2 separate regions of the Bombyx mori genome follow, and region 2 is linked to region 1. A link is a contact called in public Hi-C data. All regions are on one chromosome and are shown on one strand. The core of a region is the stretch at or near the end of the contact, and the rest is flanking DNA. Distances in the headings are between cores, read along the strand shown. Region 1 has its middle 9.5 kb from the start of LOC110384972. Region 2 overlaps LOC101743969 (methylcytosine dioxygenase TET).

The links. Hi-C and Micro-C count contacts between places; a contact is called where the count stands out from the background.
Region 2: a contact with region 1 is called in a Hi-C map of middle silk gland, with 3 times the contacts expected there. The contact joins two enhancer-like sites. A contact is called at or near these places in 2 of 7 Hi-C or Micro-C datasets (middle silk gland and posterior silk gland).

The regions. Positions count from the first base shown.
Region 1 is chr22:2,593,896-2,599,746 of ASM3026992v2, reverse strand. No RefSeq gene overlaps it. Among protein-coding and RNA genes, the nearest start is that of LOC110384972, 9.5 kb to the right of the region's middle. Within about 2 kb of position 2,911, at least 2 of the 8 cell types and tissues checked have open chromatin away from gene starts, as enhancers often do.
Region 2 is chr22:3,071,699-3,077,549 of ASM3026992v2, reverse strand. It overlaps LOC101743969 (methylcytosine dioxygenase TET), which reads left to right. Exons shown (of 12, transcript XM_038019059.2): 4 at 3,432-3,518. Among protein-coding and RNA genes, the nearest start is that of LOC101743969, 74 kb to the left of the region's middle. Within about 2 kb of position 2,664, at least 5 of the 8 cell types and tissues checked have open chromatin away from gene starts, as enhancers often do.

The sequences.
Region 1 (5,851 bases), core at 1,662-4,161:
GAAAACTAAAAACGATTTTCCAACATGTTAGGTGAAATTTTATCAATGAAAAATAAGCTACCTATATTTAGAAAGAAACGATGATATAATTCATGTGTTATTAATAAAATATAAAACTTATTTTTTTTTGCCCAAAACGTGTGGTATATCAATAAGTTACCATAAACCTCAAACTACATAATTCTGTGTATTGGGGATAATTATTGGCACATCGATCTATTTACGATCTATCACAGTGACATAAATTTACAGCTAAAAGAATTAATCTGTATATTACAGAATAGTAAAAAATCAATGATTGTATTAATGAAATTAAAATTAATAATACAAATAAATTTTCTGAAAAATATTTCCAATTTCCAAACTTTAAGAACTTAAGTTCAATAAATTATTTTTGTTACACGACTTTGATCTGATTCACTTATTATCATTATACGTAAAAGCGATTATTAATACATTTTTTGACCGGAAACTAAGTATTATAAGTCGAATATTAATGTCGTAGGAAATAAATCGTATTGTAGTTTATTTAATATATGAAACTTGTATAGTGAATACTATGAGTGTCCGTTTTTCTTGAAAGTGACTGTACAAAGGAATGCTAGTTGTCCGGTGAGTCGGTAATCGGTGTGAAGTCCAAGTTCCAACACGCGGTGCAATACTACTGCAAACAATCCCAGTACGCGCATGATTCGAAACATTGTCAACCCTTCGCAATATGCTACATGTAGAATGAAACAGGCGTGGACTTAGGAATATGATCGACTCTGGTTTTATACGCAAAATAATATATACTTATAATAATCATATTTATCTTATCATTTGCGACGTAAAATCACCAATATTATCGATTTTATTATTTCCTAATCCAACCTTGCGAATATCAAATAAGCCTGCTACTTATGATATTTGCATAGACAATAACGATATTATGAATAATACATAGATGAAATTATTTTTAACCGACTTCAAGAGGAGGTTAACAATGGAAATCGTATTTTTTTTTAAATATAATATTAAAACAGATGGTGCTATTTGAATTTGTCGTTTTTTTTCCTACCTTTTCGCTGGTAGCCTAGGGGGCTATTTCAGCAACGCCCTGATCTTTACTGGTTTATCAGTATATCAGCCGATGACTTTTTGCAGCCGACAGATAATTTGTTTTTTATTTTACTAGATGAGTAGTTTTTTTCCCCTACCCTACGCTGATAGCTTAAGAGGCTATGCCAGCTATGCCTGAACGGGTAGGTGAGCTCACGAGCTCAACCTGAGAAAATTTGCGAACACTAGCCCTAGTAAGAGCAGTACTTCGTAGAGTCTGTCACCGGATCGGAATTGCGACCCGTTGAGAAGATCCGGCGAGAAACTCAGCGGGCTTTATCTATGGGTTAGATTGCGATGAAGAGTTCGACGGGGAAATTTGTCGTCAATTATGTTTAGTTCGTTGGAATCTATATATATAAAAATGAATTGTTGTTTGTTAGTCTCGCTAAAACTCGCTAAAACGGCTGGACCGATTCAGCTAATTTTTGTCTTGAATTATTTGTGGAAGTCCAAAGAAGGCTTAAAAGGTAAATAAATATGAAAATGCTCAGAATTAAATAAAAATAACAATTTTGTTTTTCCTTTGATGTGTCCCCCGTCCGACGGATTTCTTTTGTTTGTTTTAAATTTATTTTATACAAAAGTTTAGGTCTTTTAGGTTTTTGTTCGATTGAGGCATTACGAAGTCTACTGGGTCAGCTAGTTGACAATAAAAAAACAACCTAGCTAATCGATTTATTTAAGTAAGTTACAGAATTTTTTCCATCCAAATGTAACGAAAGTAAACAAATCACTGTTCTATTTTCATTACGTCCCTGTAGTTTATATTCAAACAGTACGCCGACGATTCATTGAAACAATTAAGAACACAAACAGATGTCCTACAAACTTGTATTGTATTTTGAAGCAGCTTCTTGTTTGTGTCACAGATCTAATAATTTAATACCATCCGTTATAATGGTAGTTTAAGCTTAATTTTTTTTTAAAGTTTGCCATTGTTGAGAGCCAAATTCTAGTGTCGATCATAGTAAGCTTTAGGTTTCAATATCTTTTTTATTTATGTTTGAATGATTACTGGTGGCCTGGAGGCCTTTCCAGTTTCACCAGGACAGGTGCCGAGCAAGGCTCAGCCAGGAGGGGTGGGATTTGCTAACAGCTGCCCGAGCGCCTCCGAAGGAGACCTAACAACCCAAGAGCAGCTGCTTCGCGAATGGTAGAGTTAACATGGTAGAGTTAACATTTTCTTTTACATTTTGACATTCAACAAGTGTGTTTTTGATGACATCCAAGTTGAAATAAATGATTTTGAATTTGAATTTGAATTTGAATGAATCTACTACCGGATCGGAATCGCGACCCGCTGAGAAGATCCGGCGAGAAACTCAGCGAGCTGATGCATGGGTTAGGTTGCGCTTTGTTTTCGAGTTCGACGAGTACGGTTACTGGTTTCAATATCTGTTTTGTGGTATATGTATGTTTACAATTATACATCGCCTGTGTACAAATGTACGGTTGTCACTGGTTTACCGTGTGTTTAGTGTGAGTTTTTTAACGTTCTCGATAGCGTAAAAGTTAACTCAAATTTGTATGGAGTTCGAACGTTTGCCTACGTTAGCCGCTAGGGGTGCTGTTCCAACTGCATACTGTGAGTTAACTTTTACGCTATCGAGGACGTTAACACTAAGCACACTGGTGGTAGGACGACTAGTGAGCCCGCGCGAGTAGGTAATGCCATCTTGCCTGTTTCTATTGCAAAGTGTACTTATACAATTGAGTTGAGTCTTCGGCTTCATATCTCAAGTTGAGTAAAGACTCACGTTGTAACGCCTATGTGCTTACTATAAGCATTGCAAGCAAGGCAGACCGTGATCTCATTTAACCATGATCACAGTTAAAAAAAACTTAATAATCTTAATGTAATTGAGCTGTATTAATGTACATATTAAAACTTACGCATAGGATATACATTGAGCTATGCAACAAGAACCCTTATAAAATTAAGATAAAAGAAACTATTGCATAATTAATTTAAATTATGGGGATGAGAATCCTGCAAGAAATATGCTTTTAGTAAATTTTACTGCCATCTATTATCGATAAAAGAACATTTTAAAGCGCCATCTGTTGTTGAATAGCAGAATTTTAGCAAACGTTTAATATTTTTAAGAGATGGCGCTGTTGGACGTTTTTGTACCTAATCGAAATAAAAAGTAGAAAATATTTTTTTTTTAAAGTGTTTAAGAAAAAAATATTTTAACGTAAAAATACGTATGCATCTAAACAATTAAACAGACCAAGCTAATAGAAGCGTGTTAAGAACCGAAATTTCTAGGTAGGTGTGATAGCTATAAATGCCAACATTAATAAATAATACACTGATCGCTTCTTCTTCTTTCTTTTTCTGTATGGAAGTTGTTTGCTTCCGACGCCATTGTTACCAATGTCGAGTTTATAAAAATACTAGCGACCCGCCCTCGCTTCGATTCGGAAACAAATTTATTATTGAGTTCTCCACTATTTAATGGATGTTATTATACATATAAACCTTCCTTTTTTTATTTTTATTTTTTTTATGATTGAAGGGTTACTGGTGGCCCGGAGGCCTTTCCAGTTTCACCAGGACAGGTGGGTGAGCAAAGGCTCAGCCAAGAGGGGTGGGATTTGCTAACAGCTACCCGAGCGCCTCCGAAGGAGACCTAACAGCTCAAGAGTAGCTGTTTCGCGAATGAATCTACTACCGGATCGGAATCGCGACCCGCTGAGAAGATCCGACGAGAAACTCAGCGAGCTGATTTATGGGTTAGGTTGCACGGCGAACTCTTTGTCGAGTTCGACGAGTACGGTTACCGAGGTCCCTAAGCCTGCTCCTAGTGTTAGAGCTGAAGGCGTCTAATGCAAAGGTTATTTATTGGATCTGATGGATCCGTAAGGACGTGGGAAGGACGTGAAACCTTCCTCTTCAATCATTCTATCTATTAAAAAAACCGCATCAAAATCCGTTGCGTAATTTTAAAGATTTAAAGCGTAGCGATTTAGTCATTATATGAATACTTTAAAGTATGAAAATTGGAGCGCAACAAAATAAAGTTGATTTATTTGAAATTTGAGATCCATTGCGATGAAGTTTAATGAAATGCGAGTCGAGATTATTAATTAATAATGGATTAATATTAAACATTAAACGAAATATTGTAAAATGGTGGAAATTCACGAAGACTTTATTGGGATTTTTGAATGAACCCGAGAGCCACGTCTAACGACTTTGTTTTACTTTCCCACACATGTACACTTTCACCAATAGTAAACGCAGACTAGGCCATCATTATTACACTTTAAGCCTGGACAAACTCTAAATAAAACGAAGTAAAACAATTCACACAAATCGGCTTTTTGCGTTACCGCCAAAAAGTCCTCGACCGCATTCAGTAGGTAACGTATAGTCATTTAAAATACATATAATCTAGGTAAAACATCAAGGCCGATCGAAAATGAAACTTGTATAAAATTGAATTCTGAAAGGTATGAATTGTAAATAACCTACTTATTCACTTCAACACAACACAAATCCATAATATTATTATTTGTCATAAATGGCCTGTATTATTTTTTATTTAACATTGAGTTTTATGTTTTGCGTATATACAAGTAGGACGACTGGCGTTTTGGTAAGGTAAAGATGCCGTATATCGATCCTGGGGTAGATTAAGTAGATTTTTAACCGTCTTCCATCGTAGAATACAATCAAACTCTCAATATATAAAATTGGTAACTTCGTTTCGAAGAATTTTAATAAGTTATGTTTGTTTGACGCCAGACAAACTATAAATAAATAATAAATAAATAATAATAATAAATATTTACTAACAATCACGCCACGTTAATTGGTCCCATGATAAGTTCGTAAAGAACTTGTGTTACAGGTACCAGATAACGAAAATAAATGTAAGATTTTTATTATACACAATATTTTAATATACATCCATAACCCTGGATTCGAACCCGCGACCCCCTTGTGTAGTGACCATGTCACTTACCACTACACCAGACGGCCGTTAGTTTACGGAACAATGATAGACAGAACATACTTTTCATTACAATTACATACTTTGACGTTGATATTATTTTATGTTGTTATCATACTCCAAATTTTACTACAGGTCAGGTAGTCGAAACGCTATTCGTGCAAGATTTACAATAAAATAACAAAACTTTACATAATAAATTATTCCTTGTGGCCGTTTTGTTCTTTTATTCAGATCCCTCTAGGCAAGGCTGAAGCAACATTTGAATTTAATAGGTAAGCGATTTCACATTCAGCCGTAAAATTTTAGGTAACGTCCTTCGGTCTTTTTTAGAAATTTTAAAAGATAGAATGGTAAGGTTAGTAGTTATAGTGTTTGTGTAAATTCAGTTAGACAATAAGGTAAGCTCTGTTATGGGTGTAATAATGAGTAATAGCGGCAAGTACCAGCAGTCTCGCAGGGCTATTCTAGTTTCATCAGGTATGTGAGTTCACGGGGCTCAGGCTGAGAAACTTTGCTAAGATCGGCACTTTTTTGTTTTTTAACTACCATCTGCCCTAGCAAAAACAGTACGTCGTTCAATCTACCACTGAAAGATCCGGTGAGAAGCTCAGTATTGTGTCTGTGGGTTACGTTCCACGTCAAAACCTTCGTCGCCTTCAACGTGTTTGACAAGAACTGTGACAGGTGTTTGGACCGCAATCGAGAATGGATCTGAAAGATAGGATTTTTTTTGCCCTTGTAGGCAGACGAGCATAAGGCCCACCTGATGGTGAGTGGTTACC
Region 2 (5,851 bases), core at 1,415-3,914, 480 kb before region 1:
ATACGTACAGGACGAGGCGTCTCCGTCGAGGCAACGACGCAACTTTGCCAATAAATTATCTTGGTCACGAACTAATTTTACACGTGATCAAATCTTTTTAATTTGGTTCAGTTGATTACGCTCAGTTCGTTTTGTCTAAGTTCGATAGTTTTGTTTTTATTAAATAAAGCCAGTGAAACCGAAGCGGGTCACTGGTGATTTTATAGCAATGTCTCTGGAAAGTTGCCTAGAGATCTAAATAGTGAATAAAAAGTAACAAGTGTATGGAGATATTTAAAAGGGTTGGATTTGTTTGCAGGGCACATATTTCTGAGGGTAATGTTGTGTATAATTACAGAATCGCCCATACCACCGACTTAAGTGATTTAGCAAATTAAAAAAAAAACCATTATGCCACTCTAGTTTAAATTAAACATGCAATTTCACTTACAACGTTAGATAACAAGTCGAATCATTTACATTACAAAGGATTTCTTTTTTTGAATAACAGCTTTGCGCCATCTGTTGTCGAGTAGCAATAAACTTAATCCATTGTCTGATCATTTACAAATGTTCGTTTTTGCGGCCCGAAACAACGTACATTCCAATTAACCTCGTTATTTTACTGTACAGATTAACGTTCGAGATTATCTTGCGGCTTTTATTATCTGTGCAACGCGGGCGGCACCTGCCGCTAACCAATTTTAAATAACTGCCATTTTCATCCATCATGCTTTTCAAGCTAAACATCCGCCCGTCATAGCGTTTGGCGTTGTAGAAGTATTAATTGACTCGACTCCTGTACTTTCGTGAGGAGAAAAATATGTATGAAGTATTTTGTTTCAATCAAACCGAACAACAAACAATTCACGATAAAAACAAATCACGATTCTATTAAGTAAATAAATAAATAAATAAGTAGTAGTACATTTGTTTGACTCGTGAGCGTCATCCCGCCAAATAACATCCACAGCGCGTCTCTTAGCTAAATTTGTTTAACAATGAAGTGGTAAGAGCAGGTATCAATGAAATAATCAGGGAATTGCGTGACAAACCCGACCTACCCTAAGTCAGCCCACGCTCATTGTCGCCCACGCGCTACAATACGCACGCTCGAGTAGAATCACTACAAAATTTAAACCACGCTGTTTTGAGGATACTAATAATATAATTATAGAGCAGTAAAATAGGTCAAAAATGACATTGTATCTATACTAATATAATTATTGTTTTTATTATTATTGCTTAGATGGTTGGACGAGCTCACAGCACATCTGGTGTTAAGTAGTTACTGGAGCCCTTAGGCATCTATGACGTAATGCACCACCCACCTTGAGATATAAGTTCTAAGGTCTCAGTATAGTTACAACGGCTGCCCCACCCTTCAAACCGAAACGTATTATTGCTTCACGGCAGAAATAAGCAGGGTGGGAGTACCTACCCGTGCGGACTCACAAGAGGTCCTATCACCAGTAATTACGTAAATTATAATATTGCGGGTTGGATTTTTATTATACGATGTTATTCCTTCACCGTGGAAGTCAATCGAGAACATTTGTTAAGTACGTATTTCATTAGAAAAATTGGTACCCGCCTGCGGGATTCGAACACTGGTGCATTGCTAGATACGAATGCACCGGACGTCTTATCCTTTAGGCTACGCGACGACTTGTTTTTGTTAATTGATGATGCAAAAACGCCAAAACCGATTTAGATTGAGTTTCGCGCATAGAACGTTTATAACCTGGATACGTTTTATTATAGTACATAGCTCGGACAACACAGAATGAATATGCTTTAATAAATACGTCAGTGTTCGCGGATTTGTGAGTTTACGTACCCACAAAACTTACAGCTTTTGAACGCAACTCTTTACGTAATAAATACGTATAAATACGTAGAAAATACATATTTCATTATTTCGGATTTACAAATTTAACACGAGTGAAAAGGCGTGCCATGTCATAACGTTGTCTTAAATACATTTAGTTTTAGTTTTATGTTGTATTATTTTAAATTTATACTTATATTCTATATCAATTTAATGTTGACAACGATGTTAAATAAAATTGATATTTACCTATCCACGATAAGGTCTTCTTATGACATAAATTTTACAAATACCGTCTAAAATAACATTAGAGTGATGTCCAATGACGATTAATACGCGTAGTAAGTACACATAGTACTATCGCATAGCTGTTATAATGAATAATAACTATTTTAATTTAAAAAGCCGTTATGACCTAATTCTACTTTGAATTTTGAAATAAGGAAATGTTCCACGTGTCTTATCTTTACATCAGTATAACATAATTCGAAGTTGAACTACTTATTTAAATTATAAAAGAACAGTTACGCGTCTGTAATTATTTTAATACGTGTACAACAATAATTCCAGTCGTTTGTAAATGTGAGTTTTATTTTTAAACTTCAACAAATTGATGAATAGTAATCGTTTTAATGTATACTAACTGAAACCAGTTAGAAGCAGATGTTTCTCACACTATTTATTCATAATACTTAATCAAAATGATCCTTTAACCTGTTCAGGATAATTAGAAATCCTTAAAAATTTGAATGTGAATAGACGACGAGTAAGCGAGACGGCCTTAGGTCAGAAAGAGACCGAGCTATAACAAATGCTGTTCGCATTCTAATAACACAAAAACAGGAGTAACGAACTAAAACGCCAGGTGCGAGTCGCCGCCATGTGCTTAGTAACAGAAACTGTTTATTTATTCGTTGGTACATCATACAACAGCTCGCTGTTTTAATTATTACGTATGAAAAAAATTCTACCAATCAGTGACAGCTGTTGTTCTAAAACTTGAAAGTAATTTGTTTTGTACAGAATTCGCCATTTTAATTTCCAAGGCTCGATTTTCAACGATGGCTTCCAAACGTTAAACAATCATAATACACTAAAATGAAAAATGTCCACGAAAATAGCTGTAATTTGTGAGTATTTAGTAAAATTGATAAAACACGGCTTAGAAACCAAAATCAAAATTAGAATATTTTTGAATTAGATGCTTAAAAAATAAATCGTCGTCACTGCGCCATCTCTGTAACACACGAGGAACTTTTGCTCGGCGCGACATCTGCTGTCAAGTAGAAGAACTTCGTGAATCCTAGCCATTTCATATTAGTTTAGTTTTGAGTTCACAGATGGCGGTTTAACAAAAAAACATTTCAAATTACTTAATATACATAGTATTTCAAATAGAAACAAATTTAACAGAATTTATTAATATTTTAACTATTTAACTTTCATCGTCATACTAAAAACAATACTTCGACCACTAATACCGCTAATAAGTCGCCACTTAACCCATCCATTGCATGTTTGTCTATTCATTTTTCCTTTTTGTGTTAACGTTCTCCTTTGTTTTTTTACTTACTTTATTTTTGCTTTATGTTAAGTCTGTGGTGTGTCTGTGTTGTTATAGCTTATTTTGGCGCCGGACGGAACATTGCAGACCGTGAAGAGCGAGTCTCGTCGAGGTCGCGGTAGAGGGCGCGCAACGGCCACTCCAGTAAGTACATAAACCCATTTCCTTATTTTTCATTTCTTTTTTATTTCTTTATGTCATGTGAATCCTTAGTGGTGACTAATCTAGTAACTAGCTACACATCTTTAACAAATAACATTTATTAAACTTTATTACTACCATTAATCTTCACTTTCAGAGAATGCAGTTATTTTATCATGGAATATTGTACTCTCAGATATTTGTTGATCAATTTATTATAATTCGTATATGTTTATTTATTTTTAAAAATTTATTCCTGCTCGTATCTCATATTAGCCTCACGTTCCCTTTTATTGTTCTCAAGTTGGCAGAACAATTACAGACTAAACCAATCGCCCATGACATAACTAGAATGGAAATGCATGAATTTCATAATTAAAATTAAATAGTCGTGAATACACATTTAATCGCGTAGATGTAAGCGAGATAGACTAAAAGAAGTTAAGAGCATTTTCGCTGGCATGGACCATTTAAACACCAACTATGAACCAATCATAGTGAATGTTTACCAAAATTGTTCATTGATTCGGTCCGATTTAAGACATCCAGCTAACAGATATTATCTGATAAAAAATTTTTTTGATTAATCAATTCATTACTGACCATTTCTTTAAAAAAAAAAATTGATCCTGTTTCGGTAGAGGAAACAAGTAAATACGGAACATTGATAATGATTTACACATACGCCATTTCAGTCGAAATAGCAAAGACCTTTTTCATGCCCTACTCGAAGAGGAACTCGAAAAAATTGTAATCGAATTTTGAAACACTTTTTCTTCGAATTTTTTTCTCATAAGAACGATGCCTAATGAAAAGTATAAAAGTAAACATTAGAATAATCGAATATCGATTACAGACGACGGCCAGCTTAAACAACTAGACTAATACGTACGTGACCGGCGCCGATAGGAGAATTGTAAAATACTACATTGATCGAATTATCTTTATTATTATTTATTCTTTATTTGTACACACAGTTAATATAACACAGTAATTGCGATAAGATATAAAAAATGGCGAACTCAACAATTGAGTTATCTACCAGGTAACCGTTCTTAAGGAAGGAAAGCTTTACATCTTTTTTCTTTGTTTTTTTTTCCTACCTATGCGTTGAGAGGCTATGTCAGCGTAACCTAACACTTAGGTTATAGGTAGGTAGGTAGGTAGGTGGTAACAAAAATGCTTCAGATATGTACCGGCTGCATCATGTGTGCCCTTATTTCTCTTTTATTTTCCTATTTATGCTGATAGCCTTGTGAGGCTATATCAACGTTACCCTAGTGTGTAGGTGAGTTCACGGGGCTCTAGCCTAACGGCGTTGCTAAGATATCCCTAGCAAAAACAGTACTTCGCAGAATCTACCATTGGATCGGAAACGCGACACACTGAGCGAGAAACTCAGTGGGCTTTGTCTGTGTGTTAATTTACTCACCGAGCCCTTCCTCGCAAGCGACGGGTTCGAAAAGAACGATGACCGCGATTTTCTTTATTGCTTAGTAATTTAATGTTTATAATGTAGTAATGTAGCCTTGATTGCAGCACGGCGCAGATTTTTCGGGAACCCATATCCTTGTTAGAGAGTTAACCTTCGAGATATGGGTTTACTTGCCTATTATAAGTTTTAAGTATAAACAAAAATAAAATACGATCGTATTACTAGCATTGTAATAATATACTTAAGATTATAGATAGCTGTATAAACAATTAAACTTAGTAAGTAAAGTGTAATTTGCTTGCAAAATCGCGCTGTAAATACCGCCATTTCGCGTATTGCCAATTAACTTTTCTAAAATACTGAGAAGTGCTCTGAGAAATTGTTTGAGATGATACCATCCTCTCGTTTACACCATCGCAGCGGCCGCCACCGGAGTAGAGTTCATCCATACTACCTGAAGCCACTGCGTTCATCCACAGTGCGTTTCCAGAGGTCTTTTTTGGCACGTACCATCCGGCTTTGGAATGAGCTTCCCTCCACGGTGTTTCTCGAAAGCTATGACATATCCTTCTTCAAACGAGGCTTGTGCAGAGTACTTAACGGTAGGCAGCGGCTTGGCTCCGCCCCTGGCATTGCTGAAGTCCATGGGCTATGGTCACCATCAGGTGGGCCGTATGCTCGTCTGCCTACTAGGGCAATAAAAAAAAACTATAAATCTTAATATACAAGCTCTTTACATACATTTTTTGACTGAATAGTAATTTAAGGAATAAAAACTACCCCCAAATTTTGCAAAAACAAACAGAGTTCTGACAATGAGATTGTTTTACTGGTGAAAGTTTATTCTGAATTAAAAGTTAGTTGGTGGCAAAAAAAAATAAGTAAGGCTATTCTTTAAGAT